2 separate regions of the Mus musculus genome follow, and region 1 is linked to region 2. A link is a contact called in public Hi-C data. All regions are on one chromosome and are shown on one strand. The core of a region is the stretch at or near the end of the contact, and the rest is flanking DNA. Distances in the headings are between cores, read along the strand shown.

Evidence for each region. A called contact is a pair of places that touch in the nucleus more often than the background predicts.
Region 1: a contact with region 2 is called in a Hi-C map of embryonic retina, with 1.6 times the contacts expected there. The contact joins two enhancer-like sites. A contact is called at or near these places in 6 of 39 promoter capture datasets (cranial neural crest, frontonasal cranial neural crest, liver and 3 more), 1 of 484 Hi-C or Micro-C datasets (embryonic retina) and 2 of 115 datasets of contacts at active chromatin or transcription factors (bone marrow-derived macrophages and embryonic basal ganglia).

Annotation. Positions count from the first base shown.
Region 1 is chr11:12,255,311-12,262,169 of GRCm38.p6, forward strand. It overlaps Cobl (cordon-bleu WH2 repeat), which reads right to left. Exons shown (of 15, transcript NM_172496.3): 11 at 835-932. Among named protein-coding and RNA genes, the nearest start is that of Gm12002, 56 kb to the right of the region's middle. Within about 2 kb of position 2,556, at least 4 of the 459 cell types and tissues checked have an H3K27ac peak or open chromatin away from gene starts, as enhancers often do. A contact at or near this core is called in embryonic retina, where this site is marked.
Region 2 is chr11:11,820,018-11,826,512 of GRCm38.p6, forward strand. Ddc (dopa decarboxylase) reads right to left here. Exons shown (of 15, transcript NM_001190448.1): 11 at 4,832-4,851; 12 at 2,178-2,276. Among named protein-coding and RNA genes, the nearest start is that of Gm51937, 13 kb to the right of the region's middle. Within about 2 kb of position 1,779, at least 228 of the 459 cell types and tissues checked have an H3K27ac peak or open chromatin away from gene starts, as enhancers often do. A contact at or near this core is called in embryonic retina, where this site is marked.

The DNA.
Region 1 (6,859 bases), core at 1,306-3,805, 440 kb after region 2:
TGTCCACTAGAAGCACTGAAAGGCATGTAGAATGACTTGCTCTAGTTTTAATTTCTTAAAGAGAGAATAAGTAAATCTTGGTGTCTTCAGAATTACACCGACTCTCCAAAAAACTAAGTGATCCAGTGGGCAGTGGGTCATGTGGTCACAGACTGGGGGAGTCTACATGGCTGGTTAGGATTCCCAGAGCTGTCAACCAAATACCAATGACAAGAGACTAAAAACAGGATCAGTTTTCAAGTCTGCTTGTCATTGCTTTGCATTTCTAGTTTATATTTAATGTGTGCCATGAAGAAAATAGTGTAGCGTTCTTTGTGTAAAGGAATTTCTACTTATTCACTACAATTATTTGCATCTCCCTTAACCTTCTAGTGTTTTCCAAAGACCGTGTTAAGAGAACGGCAGTGCCATGGGTGCTCCACACTGAGGTGTTCATCATGGACAAAAGATTGTGTGTTTTGCACTACCAAGGATGAGTTTTACATTTTAATAAAGGCACTGCTTCTCTCTGTGCATCTCATATCCCCCTGGCTCATTTTGTATATTTAAATCTCTAATGTGTGTCTAGTATATCTTAATATAAAAAGTAGTATTACTTGCCCATATTTTAAAAACTACTGAGACATTTTTTTTAATATTGCTTGGAACCCTGACAAAAATCAGTCCATCACGAACAGCCCTCACCTGAGAGAGAAGTTCAACCTTTACCTACAGGCAAAACACATCCAAACTAAGTTGCAAACCCAAGACTTCTTTCTTATAGAGTCACACCAAAGTGCTAAGAAAACGTGATTGCCCGTATGGTCCGGTCACACAGGGTACTGTGGCTGTTACCTTCCAGGTCTTCATCAAGTTCTGCCAGGGTCTGATGTAAGTGGCCAGTGATGAATAGGTCTTCATCATCATTGGTAGGCATGGTGGCTTTCTCAGTCCTAGAGAATACCAAAGAAACAAAGAATGCATTGACTAGGACTTGTAACTTTTTTCCAGAAACGTCAGTCGATATTCAAGGCTAAGCAGTCCCACATTTGCTGTGACACCACTATTCTTGGAACTGAAAAGATTCATTATTTGCATGAATGATGTGTATGTCCATATATATTATACGCAGCATGTAAGTTACATATGTAATATGTGGTATATTTGGAGGTTATGCTTATATCCTCCCCAAACTGTTATCAACAGCTGAAGTCCATGCAGGTGTGATGTGGTCCCCATGTTTTCTCTCTGCTGTACTAGACAAGCAAACGTGCTGGTAAGACTCCAGGATAGCTGCACTGCACTGCAGCTGACATCTTAAGAAGTGAGGCACCTGATGAGCAGCTGTATGTCATGATGCCAGGGCTGTGTCTTCACACATGACTCTAAACTGCCAGCCTGTTCCTGACAATCTGCAATCTATCAGCATCCCCTGGGCTGCAGTCATGTAGGCTTTAGGCTCTGGTATAGGGCACTTTTTTTTTTTTAACTTCCTGTGCTGTCAAAGAGAATCTCAGAGCATATGGGGCTGTATGGGAAGTATTCAGAAACCCTTCAATTCTGCAAGCCCTGCCTCCCTCTGTGCTGCCCCTTAGCAGTAATCTACCTGCAAGACTTGAAAAGGAAAAACCAATTCACTCCTCTACAATAAGGGGCTTTCCTATTGTCTGACATGTTTCCTTTTCATCATATTACTGCATCTTAATTCCTGAACTGGGCAGAGGATAGCAGGGAAGGGAGCTTGGGAACCTCATTGTGTCGCCCACAGAAGGGAACTACCTTTGGATCTTTTTATTGTAATAGTAAAGACCTTGACATGAACAACAGAAAACATTATACCCACTGTAGTAGTATAAAAGCTCCCATTCTTGGCCTTCACTATGGCTTCCTTCTTAGAGGCCTTTCAAAGCAAGCCCCAGAAGCATGGCATGCCTTTGTGCTAGGGAAAGAGTGTTTGCCTGCTGGACTCCAAGTAGAATTTGTTTGTATGTATAAATCCTAGTATTGCAATCCTCACAAGTGGTCTGTAATGTAACTGGTGTTGTCACTGTCATTGTTTAGATAGGAAACTAAAAAGAGACCCACTGACATGTGCAAGGTCACATATCATTCAAAGACAGGTGGCACTTGTTCCAAAGCTTGAGTGAGGGTTGGCTGCATTGACCAGGTGGCCTAGCCATGTCTAGGGCCATGAGGGACAATGTGGCCCCCTGTGGCACAGGGCATCCTAAGATATGTCATCCTGCTGCTCAGGACAGCAAGGTCATGATTTATTTGCGTCAGAGGGAGAATGGCATATGTGAGACAAGTGCTGCCAAAACAATTTAAGAGCTGCCTCTGCAAGGGCCTTTGCCTCCATTTTCCTATTGTGCAGAAAATGCAGAAATGTCTATGGCAATTGTCCGTCTTCAGCGAGAGCTGAAGGTTCCTTTCCGCTGATTGTTAAAATTGAGGACCAATTTCCATCATTGCTAATCAGACCCAGATAATGATGCATGAAATGTGCCTTGTACAATCCTCACTTACGCAGCAAAAAATTCATTCTAATAAATGAGTCTTTCTTTCTTAGTGACTATGTCCATTTGGGAGCCAGGAAGTAGCTTCAAGATTGGTCTCAGCTAATGTCCTCTGACAGGCTAGACAAAAGAGGCTGGCTAGAGATGTGTGTGCATGCAGACCAATTAATAAGGACCACAAGAGGTGCACAATTGTCCTTCCCATTGCTTTGCTTTTGGCCTTTAATTGTTTCAATGTTGTTTGTTAAAGCTGTTTCTCTTTCAGGGAATGTGAAGAAAAAACTAACTCAAATATTTGCTGCACTATATGGCAAAGGAAAATAAGATACTGCTAGGCAAAATGGCATTTGATATATAAAGCAAATTATGTTTAGATTTATACTTGTAGTTTAGGATGCTTATATGTATACACATATATACTTTTATATCAAAGCATTTGTCTTTGTTCCAAGACTATATGGTTCTATCACTCAAGAGACACTAAAGAGAAGATTGCCTGTAAGAATTAAGTTCAAATTCCACCATCTTTAAAAATAAATGTTAAACTAGAAAAGAAATCACCTTGAAACTGCAGTGGATACAACAAACACATACGCCTGCTGTTGGTTTAAATGGAAAGCAAAATGGAATCAGATATCAACAAATACTTTATCTTTGTAGGGAAGCAATTCAGTAGAAGGAGAAAATATAAATATAACAGCATTCATTGTATTCTGTGGAAAAAATCTAAAATATTCAGCAGTTAGGAGAGCTACATTGTAAAGGGCAATAAAAATCAGTAACTCTGATGTCAGAGAGTCTGTGGAGAAATACAGTCCAATTAGTAACCATGACAATCAGAGAGCCTTCGGAGAAACACCAAGTAATGCTGCTTCTAGCACAGTACATGGAAAAAAAAAACAAACAAAACCAAGACCCAGAACTATATATAGGTTAACAGTGATGCTATAACCCCACATATGCCCATGGACAAGGGTGAGCCAGGAACGAGTCAATGTACCTTTCTGAAAGGAGGAATCACAGAGACTTTTACTACAATGAACCTAGCATGACAAAGCAATTTTAAAAAGCATGCGGGTGGATTTGGGTGCTCTTTTATGCATGATCATGGACAATTTTGAGACAGGGACTCTCTAGAGAGTTTTCTACAAAGGCTAGACTATCTGCTCAGTGAGCTACAGGGATCCTGTCTCTGCCTCCATTGTGCTAGCATTAAAAACACTGAGCCTTTTTATTTTTTATTTTTTTTAAGTATGTTCTGGAGATTGAACTCAGTACTTCATGCTCACACAGCAAGCCACTTTGCTGGACAGACTATTTCTCAAGCCTGATAAACATATTTTTTAAATTTTTATTAGTTATTTACATCCCAAGCGCTACCCTCTCCCAGCTTCCCCCACCGAGTCTGATAAAGCTTTTTTAATGTGCAAAACCTTAAATGCTATTTTTAGACTCTAGTTAATTATTTCTTTTTTGTTGTAAAAGAGTTTAAATGTTTCTTCATATAAATGGTATGCAAAACCTTGTTTCCTATAGGAGATGGCTGGGCCCAGGATCTCACCGGCCATCAGGGAGAAAGCTACAGTTAGTTCAGAGCAGATTTGGTCCTTCACCATACTCCTACCTAACTCAGGATCAGTCTCAACTACTCTGGCCATTAGCAGCTCTGCTCTAGGTGAGTAGACTTTCTCAGTTTCTTCCCTGTATCCAGAACTGTCTTGTTCAAGTACGAGAGTTCTATACTACTAAAGGTACCCCTTTACTTGTGTCCTTTTTTCCTGACCAGTCCGTTTCCTCTCACTATCTCATATGGACTTAAACATTTCCCTTGCCCCCACCCCCTGATGCTGGCACCCAGTGATGATAGGTCCTGCCAGCACATTCCTATTGCTCCCTGGCACTCTGTCCTTAGGGTCATACTTATTCAGGAAGAGGAATAGACATATGCCAGAGGTAGCCAACCTGGATGCCTTGTAGAGTGCAGAAAGGTCTAGCCACTGCCAGGCCCTTGGCTTAGGTTCCTTACAAAGCTGCCAAGTCCCTGAAATCTCTAAACAAGGTAGCAGTGTGATCCTCTTGCTGCTTCTTCATCTTGATCTACTTCAGATGTACCCCAAGGATTGCTATTTTCCAGGCCTGAGCTTCTCCATGAAGGGTTATCAAGCCAAGGTCAAAGCCAATGGCAATTTTCCAATTTTGCTTTTCTATCTAAGATGTCTGGGAGTAGATGTTTGTTTTTCCTGTGTGTCCATCTCCACTTTTGTAAAGGGTTACACAGATGCAGGATACTGGCATTCCTCTTTAACACTTACCTGGACTTAATCACAGGGCTTGAAGCATAGCTCCCTATGGGCTTATAGGACAGCACAAGGCATATATCATTGAATAGTGCATAGTGGGCAGAAAGCAACTCATCTGCTGACATGAAGCAAATGTGCACGGATGTTTCATTCCCAGGCTTCTTCCCCCACCCTCAATTATGACCAAATCTTAAGATATAGTTCTTATTGGAGGTTTGTTGTGGCTAAAGACCAAGAAAACAGAAGGCAAGCAATCAGCCAGTGGGCATTTTGCTATCAGCCTGCACATGTTGAATAAACACAGCCAGGTCTATTTTCTCACACACAACTGGAGGCAATGACTGCAGAGAATGTGATAATGTTCAGGCTACTGCTGCATACAGTCTGAGGGACTTTCAATCCCAGCGGTCTGGGAGGCTCATTCGCCTCATATGTACTGCCCTTTGGGAGTCAGGGTGGAGATGGGGGGTATGCCTCTCATCCAGCTGTGGCAGCTTTGGCCCAGCGTGGCCTTAGCACTGTTTATGTAGCTCCCGGCAGATGAGAACAGGCAATCATCCTCTACTTGGTGCTGGGACAAATAGGAGCTTGCTGAGTTTTCCTTTCTACTTGCTATTAGAAAGAAAAGGTAAATGGCATACTTCTGACTCACAGCACATTAAGGTATGCTTGGTTTTGATTTGGCTGAGTTCTTTTAAGAGATGTATACAGCTGTGAAAAATATCAGAGAGGAAAATCACGATGTTTTCAGAGAGCAGTTTAATCTGCTGATGAAGACCAAAGCAACCCTGTGACTGCAGAGTGATTAGGACAGCCTAGAGGTAGAAAGCCTGGGACGGGATGGCTGTTGCATATGCTTGACCCCCTCATTGCAGATGGAAGTGTTCCTCACTGATAAGGCTTCAGAGTCTAACACTAGTGTGCAAAATACATTGGGGGCCATATATGTGATTTTACATCTTCTTGTAGTCTGATTTGAAAGGAGAGAAGTGAAGGTAATTTTAATTGCTCTAATTTTAGCTTTATTTATACATGTGATTAACGAATTTCTTTACCGAGCACGTACAAACTATTTCAACGTGAACAGCCATGTGGCAAGTGCTTCTCAGCTAATATGACTAAGTGGCTACAGTATAGGGCAGAACTCCACATTTTTCTCTAGTATCAAATCAGGGCCTCATGCATACAAAGCAAGTAGTCTACCAAATGATGGGTATTCCCGGTGACTTCCATATTCTTGTGTGTTCTAATACTACTCTGAAGGACTGTACAATGCATTGACATGCTTCTAACTGTTGCTGTAGCTTCTGAATGCCGATGGTTATGAATGCTCAGGGGTGTACATGTTGTTCTTTATAAATGCTCCTGGGTTACACAGTTTCTACGATTCTAGATATTATGGTCTGTATTATATGAATGACTTCCAAAAACTTTTGGGGCCACAGTTCCTGGAGTTCTAGTTTAGGGAGCCAGATGCTGGATGCTGTAGAAATTCAGGACCCATGTCCTTGTTGAGTCTCAGTCTGAACATAAAGCTACTTTGGGACCACATGCCTGCAAGAAGGGGAAGAATTTTTCTCAGACTGCAATTATGTATGTCTCTACTCCCATTTACCAACCAATTGAGGCCAGGAAGGTCTTTGAAGGGTTACCATGTAGAGAGTGAGGCAAAGGGTGGGAGTGGGAGAGGGGTCCCTCTTCATCCGAAGAAACAAAGAAACTGTACTTCACACATAGACACTATTTTAAAAAGAGTCTTCTGAAAAATTCATACATGTAGGTTAATGTCTTGACCATCTTACCCCATCCCTTTTTCCCATCCTCTTAATGATACTGTTGAGCCCTTATTCTTCCCAACAGGCCCTCCCACCTTCATGTGTTTAATTTTTACTGTTACTTGGGACCCCACTGAGTTTAATTAGCTTAATTAGTGTGACTATGGATGGGAGACAGTTTCTTAGACTGTGGGCAGCTTACTAGTAGCCATAGCACCGAGGAAAGTGACTTCCCCTTCTCTCAGCAACCATGATTTGTCAACAGCTCCTGACAATGTGAGAGGGGTGA
Region 2 (6,495 bases), core at 529-3,028:
CCAACCTGATCGACATACTGAGCCCCAGGCCAACCTGATCGACATACTGAGCCTGAGGCCAACCTGATCGACATACTGAGCCCCAGGCCAACCAAGGCTACATACTGAGACCCTAGCTCCAAAATAATAAAATAATTAAAAGGAAAAAGAAAACGCTATGTGATCGCATTGAATACACCAACTTATTTAATCTCTAGATGTTTAAAGAATTCAAAAACTGATTAAAACCACATATGAACATTTGCTCACTCTCCAAGGGCACACTTAGCTAATTGGAGCCTCCTGGCATCCAGCACTACCTTCCACAAGGCCCATCCTTTAGAGGAGCTGAAGCACACACAGCTTGTTTGGTCATAGATGCCACAGAAGCAATTGTCTCAAGTCTTCCCACCAGAGGGCACCAAAGATTCAGGACTAAAATGCTCTTCAATTAGCTCAAGCCTAGGAACGCCATCTTTGACCATTCCTATGGTCTCCTGTGAAGGCTGGATTGGGGCCTTTCCAGAAAGAGGTGTGGTGTGTCTTTAACCTGGCACAAGCTAATCGCAGTGAGCTGTCCTGAACTGAGAGTCATCACCACCTTTGACTGATAAACCACTTGGGGTTTCTTTCTTATTACACACAAGTTGACTCACCCTCCTTATCCCGTTTGCAATTGGATCAGGGACTATCTAGAAATCTACACACACTCTAGGTTTCTAGTTCTTTCCCCTGTGTAGCTTCTTACACTGCTCAATGTTTGCATACATTTCCTTACAACAGTTTTGTGACCTGGACAGATGCCAGTTTAGAAGAGACACGGGTACTCTTCTAACAACTGCTTTTCTGCATCCTGTCATAGAAGAGGGCCCGAGACACTCAGCCCCTGCCTTTAGCTGCACATCTGGTAATGCAGTGGGACTTAAGGGGAAAGCTGTCACCACCACAGGCTGGAAACCACAGGCATGCTTGCCTCATCAAGATGATGTTGTGGCTTAGAAAGGACTCAGCTGAAGTCACTGGGCCCTCTGCATCTGACTAAATGGGTAGACATGTCCTGGCTCATACTCAGGGCTTAGCCTGGAAACAAACAAACAAACAAAAAAAGTAGGGTAGTAGGACTTAGAATAATAAGCGGCTCCTCAAGCTACTTTAAGGCACATCATAGTGACTGGGTGGCTTATTGGAACCGAAGTTCCATACTGCCCAGAAAGCCTCCTTGAGACAAAAGGACTAGATGGTATCTATCCCAACCAACTCAAAGGTTTTCTTAGTTTGGGAGGTTTGGGTTGTTGTTGCTGCTGTTGTTCGTTTGCTTGCTTGTTTTATTTCATTTTGTTTGGCGGTAGTGGGGGAGAAAAACATTATGCTCTCATTACTAGTATTGCTCCGTCAAAATTACTGCTGGATGGATACGTGGAAAACATTAAATTTACACACTGCTTTTAATTAACTTCCTGGAGCTGATAACCTATATTCTAATGAAAGTGTCTTAGAAGATACATAGAACCAGTTTGTGAGTGCCTTAATCGTAAAGGCCCAAACTACTGCCTGATTCCAACGCTGTGCTTAAGGAAAAAAAAAAAAAAAAAAAAAAAAAAAACGCTCTTTCAGACAACAGCAGATCATGGCTGCTCTCACTCTCTTTCCAGCCTGAACTTTCCAGCCCCGGGCTGGGCCTCCCCTCCCCTCCCCTCCCCTCCCCTCCCCCAGAAGCTCTTTCCTATGTAATCCAGACATTTTGGCCTCTCGCTCCCCCTCACTCCCCCCTCTCTGCATTCTCTCTCCCTGAACGCGCATGCTCTTTCTCGCTTTCTCTTCCCCCTCCCCTCTGTCTCGCTCCTCGTGGCGCCTCGTTCCTTGGGACCAGTGAACTCGCCCCAGAGCTGCTTCCCAAGAAACCTGCCTTTATTCAAACCTGGTTTGAATTGACTCGTTTCACTGGGGGAGAATAACTTATCACATCCATTCCTCTGTCCCCAAAGGCCTGTCCCTTCTAGGAAATTGTCTGTCTCTGCTTGTATATGAAAATTCTGATGCCCTCATGTTTATGAAAGGGCCTCATGATGTACTTTTCAGAGCTTATCCCTGTTGTTAGGCAATGCATGATGGTGTTTGCTTACAAAGACACCTGAATTCGTTTCTGAGTTTCCTACGACCGACCGTTAGAACATTAGATAAACAAAGAAGGCAGTCACCTTTCGGATGTAAGCCTGCAGCCCCTTGACTCCGTACATTCTAAAAACAAACCACATTTTCAAAGAGCGAAATCGTCGCCCCAGTGGGATCTGCCAGTGCTGAAATAAAATATAAAGAACCCGTCAGTGAGAACAGTGCAAACAGCCAGGCTCCTTTTCAGCTTCCCAGTCAGCCGGTTTCTTCTGGAAGCAGCCAGTTTCCTATAGAATGGCCGTTTCCCAGCCGGGAAGGCGTACAACTTGTTGTGTGAGCTGGGGAGAAGAGAGGGAGAAGCTGCCTTCACATCCTGTGGAGATGAGGACAGAAGAAACACTGAACGAGAGGCACTGAAGTTTACCATTTTCAACGCACAAATGTCTGCTGAGTACACCCCAGAGGAGGCACTCCAGGAAGAAATAGGAATGATGTGGTCCTGCCCTAGGCAGCTTCCGAGGGGGCAGGAGGTCATCCAGGCAGAGAGAGGGTGCTGAACTCCTTGTGTGTCTGCCTTTCTCTGCCTGGATGCACTGAAGCTGCACTCTGAAACAGTATCAGCGCCTTTGTCTCACTGACCTCTGGGGAGTGACCCCTAATACCCTTTTACCAAAGAAGCCTGCCTCTGCTTCTCCTAGCTTTTCCAGACGGTCATCTGACAGGCTGTTCACACTGGCTCCTCACATTCTTCTTGATGGTGATGGATGATGGTTGGAAATGCAATAAAAGCACGTAGGAAAGGGCAGGCATGAGACACAGGCCTGTCGGGAGGATGGCCTTGCACTACTTCCTGGCTTTCTTTGAAATTCTTTTACTTGGGCTTACAAAGGGCGGGCTGGGGGAGGGGAGCTCTTTACTTCTTATCTAGTCCGGAGGCTCCAGTCTCCTGGAGAGAAAGCGCAGTCTCCCTTCTGGGTGGTGTTCTACAGTTGGGAAAAGCACCCTAAACTCGCCCGCTGTCTACCATCACAGAGCCCACTAAGAATTAGCTTTAGCTACAATTAAGAGTGAGCTCCGTGCTGCTTCTAGGAACACAGAGTTTATTTTTAAATGCAGTCGTTCCTCCCTGAATCATGAAATCTGAGACAACACCAAATGTATATATGCTGTTTCCCCTATACTTGTATGCCTATGGTATAATTGCTTTTTGTTTGAGGCACAGTCTCATTATGTAGCCCCAGCTGGCATGGACTTAGTAGGCTAGGTTGGTAGGCTAGGAGAACCTCCTGCCCCTGCCTCCTGAGTTCTGGGGTTAAGGGTGTGCGCCATCAGACTTTACTCCCTAGTTTAATTCCTTATTATTAAACTGTTTCTTTATGAAGGCCTCTGGTTTTCCTGAATTATTATGCAGCAGTCCTGCAACTTTTACCAAGTATATAAAATCAGAATGAGACAATAAGGCCATAGGATGTGCGGGGTTTTTTTGTTTGTTTGTTTGTTTTTCCATTTTGCTTCTGCACAGTTTAAGTACCATTGTGGGGAAGGGGACATCTGACCTCATGCCAAGTTCACTTAAAACAATGGAGGGTCTGCTGACAATTGCTGACAGACTTGCCAAGCTCTGTTTAACGTAGAGCTTTTCCTCTCAAAAGTCTGGCATTTGTACCCCCCACAAGAGTAATACAAATCCAAAGCCCACAGAAGTGTCAGGATGAAAAGATTTTAAGTGATCTTATCCTCAAACTACTTTTAATATTATTCTTATAGTATCCCTTAAATTGTGCTTTCTAAAAGGTAACTTGGATCCTAAATAGGGCTAGCTTGTACAAAGTTAAAGGAGAAAATGGAGTGTTCTCTTGGCCATACCCATAGCTGCACAAGTCCTAGCTTTTCCCCATAGCACAAGCTTCCATGAGACTCTGGCCTGGGAGAAGATAGGATGAAGATTCCCTGGTAACCTGCACCTGCCAGCCTGCAGCTGTCATCAGAAGAAGGAAGGGTACTCTGTGTCTAGGAGAGGCAATCCTGCTACCCCTTATTATCAGTGGCTGACATACTGCCCCAAGAATTTAGACACACTACTTCGGACAAGATGCTTTGATAGTGTCTTGTGTTCACCATGCACACCCGCCTCCCCACCCAGCAAATAAGCCAGGTCAGATTTTTTTTTTAGTCAGAGAGGCAGCAGATGAAGTGGGCCCCTTCGTGTTCTGAGAGAGACAGCAGATGCAGTGGGCCCCTCATGTTCCCAGCCCGGCTTGGCTTCTATTCTTGGAAGAAACCTCCCAGCATTACTTGCGGTTCCAAATTCCTTTCCAGAGCAAAGCTGGGACATCCTGGTGTTTTCAAAATCCAGAAAACATTTGTGGTGAATATTAAAAAAAAAAAAAAATGGAGAAAGAAGTAAAGTGAGTAGAGGAAAGACTGCCAAGACTACGATCCTGTCCAAGAGGCTGGCTCTTCTCTGACTCTGCCCTAGCACTCCCCAGGACGCTGCCCCAAGTACAGGCAGAAGGCAGAAAAAAGGGCCACGTGGGCTGTGAAGACCGACCCTTGATGGACGTGGCAGAGATGCTTACGGCAAAGCCACCTAATATGTCTGTCAGAACACATTTAGAAGCTGCCTCTTGTGGCCTCCTGCTCCGGAATGTGGTGGGGGTGTGTGTGTGACAGCAACAGCACAGTAGGGAGCCCTTGGCACCTCAGAGTTTGATTACAATGGGCAAAGCCACTCACTTACCCTGTAGTCAGTGATGAATCCTGGAGAAAAGAGAAAGACAAAAAGCAGCCATTAGAGAGAGGCCATTAGAAGAAAAGGTATCCTTTTTTCCTCCAGGCTTATAAGTGATGACTTCTGTGGCAGACATGAAACTATCCAAGGACTGGCTAGGGCTAAGTGTTCTGTGTGGCTCATTCAAGGTAACTGACTCAAGGGGAGTCCCTGAAAGCAGGATGCCCAGGACACATTTGGAAGGCTGAATTGTTAATGGAGCTGGTGATACAAAGAATGATTCAAATAATAAGGAGGTGGGGGGGGGGGTCGTCTCATCTCCATATTCAAGGGTGTTGACTGGCATCTGGCACAGAGCAGCTGCTCTATACACTCTGAGTCAAATTCCTTCTTATCCTGGACTCAGTGCTCCCACATGGGTTCTGAAAAGCCTGTTTAGCACTCTCATGTTCTCTGGTGCCTACAACCCTAGATCCCAGGACAGCATGGGGAAGAGAGCCCTGTGTGGAGTCACAAACCACAGTTTCTAGAGTGTCTTGGACACAGACTAGGGGAAAACACAAAGGCTGGCTGCAGCCCTGTTGGGCACAATAGGGAGTCAGGCACCTTGGAAATCTCTCCCAGAAATGCAGGCCAAGCAAAGCGTGCTGCAGCTTGCACACACCCCTGCTTTCTAGGCAATAGCAACTGTAGCATGGTAGTTTCAGCTGGAACACCTAACATACCCACGGTGCACTGCACTGCAAGGGAGGGTTCACATTCTCTATCCAGGACTTCTGAAGTAATTATTTGACTTCTACTGGGAATCAGGAAAGTCTAGGTCTTTTCTTAACGAGGATAAAGTAGCCATGTTGGGGACATACATAACTACTGGTCTCAGCCTATCTTTTGAGTGACTCAGAGACAGGGTCTTCAATTCCCATCCCACACTCTGACCTTTTCTCTGGAGCCTCTTGCCAGCAACGGAGCTCATAAACAAACTTGATGTCAGTGGCATGGTGCCAAAAAATAACCTGATAGTGACTCATAAAGGCCCAAGGTACCTGGCCATAACTACATGACTCATAAGTGAAAATGAATGTTTGACGTCGCCGCCTCAGAGTGTATGTGCCTGAGCTATCTGATACAGTACCGTTAGTCACATTCAGCTATTTTAATCTAGTTGTTGTGTGGAACTAAAGGAAATTGAAAAGGTAGTTCTGCCAGATGAGCCATCTTTCAAGTGTCATCTTTCCCGCTGTGGGTTAGCGTCTGCCATCTACAGAATTGTAGAGCATTTCCTCATTTCAGGAAACATGGTGGGAGGAAGGTACACTGACCGCTTTAAGAAGGATTTAGGCACAGTGGCTTTTAGAGCGAGAGGAGAGCACACATGGGTGGAAATCTGCTTCTTTGTGAGTCTGTTTCATTGGGGTTGAAGGGAGACTGGCCTCAACACCTGAGCTCCTTGTACAATCACTTAGAGCTGGCAGCAACAATGCCAGCAACTCCTCTACACCAGCAAGTTCCTATGATTACAGCTGTTTACACACTGTGGACTGCTTATTATGTCTTTCATGCCTACTACATCTTTAACCCTTCATGATTTATTTTGGTGTAGGCAGCTTGTAAATGAAACCTTAAAGCAATAAAATCAGGCAATGCTTAAAACTGTGAGAAATACAATATATTGA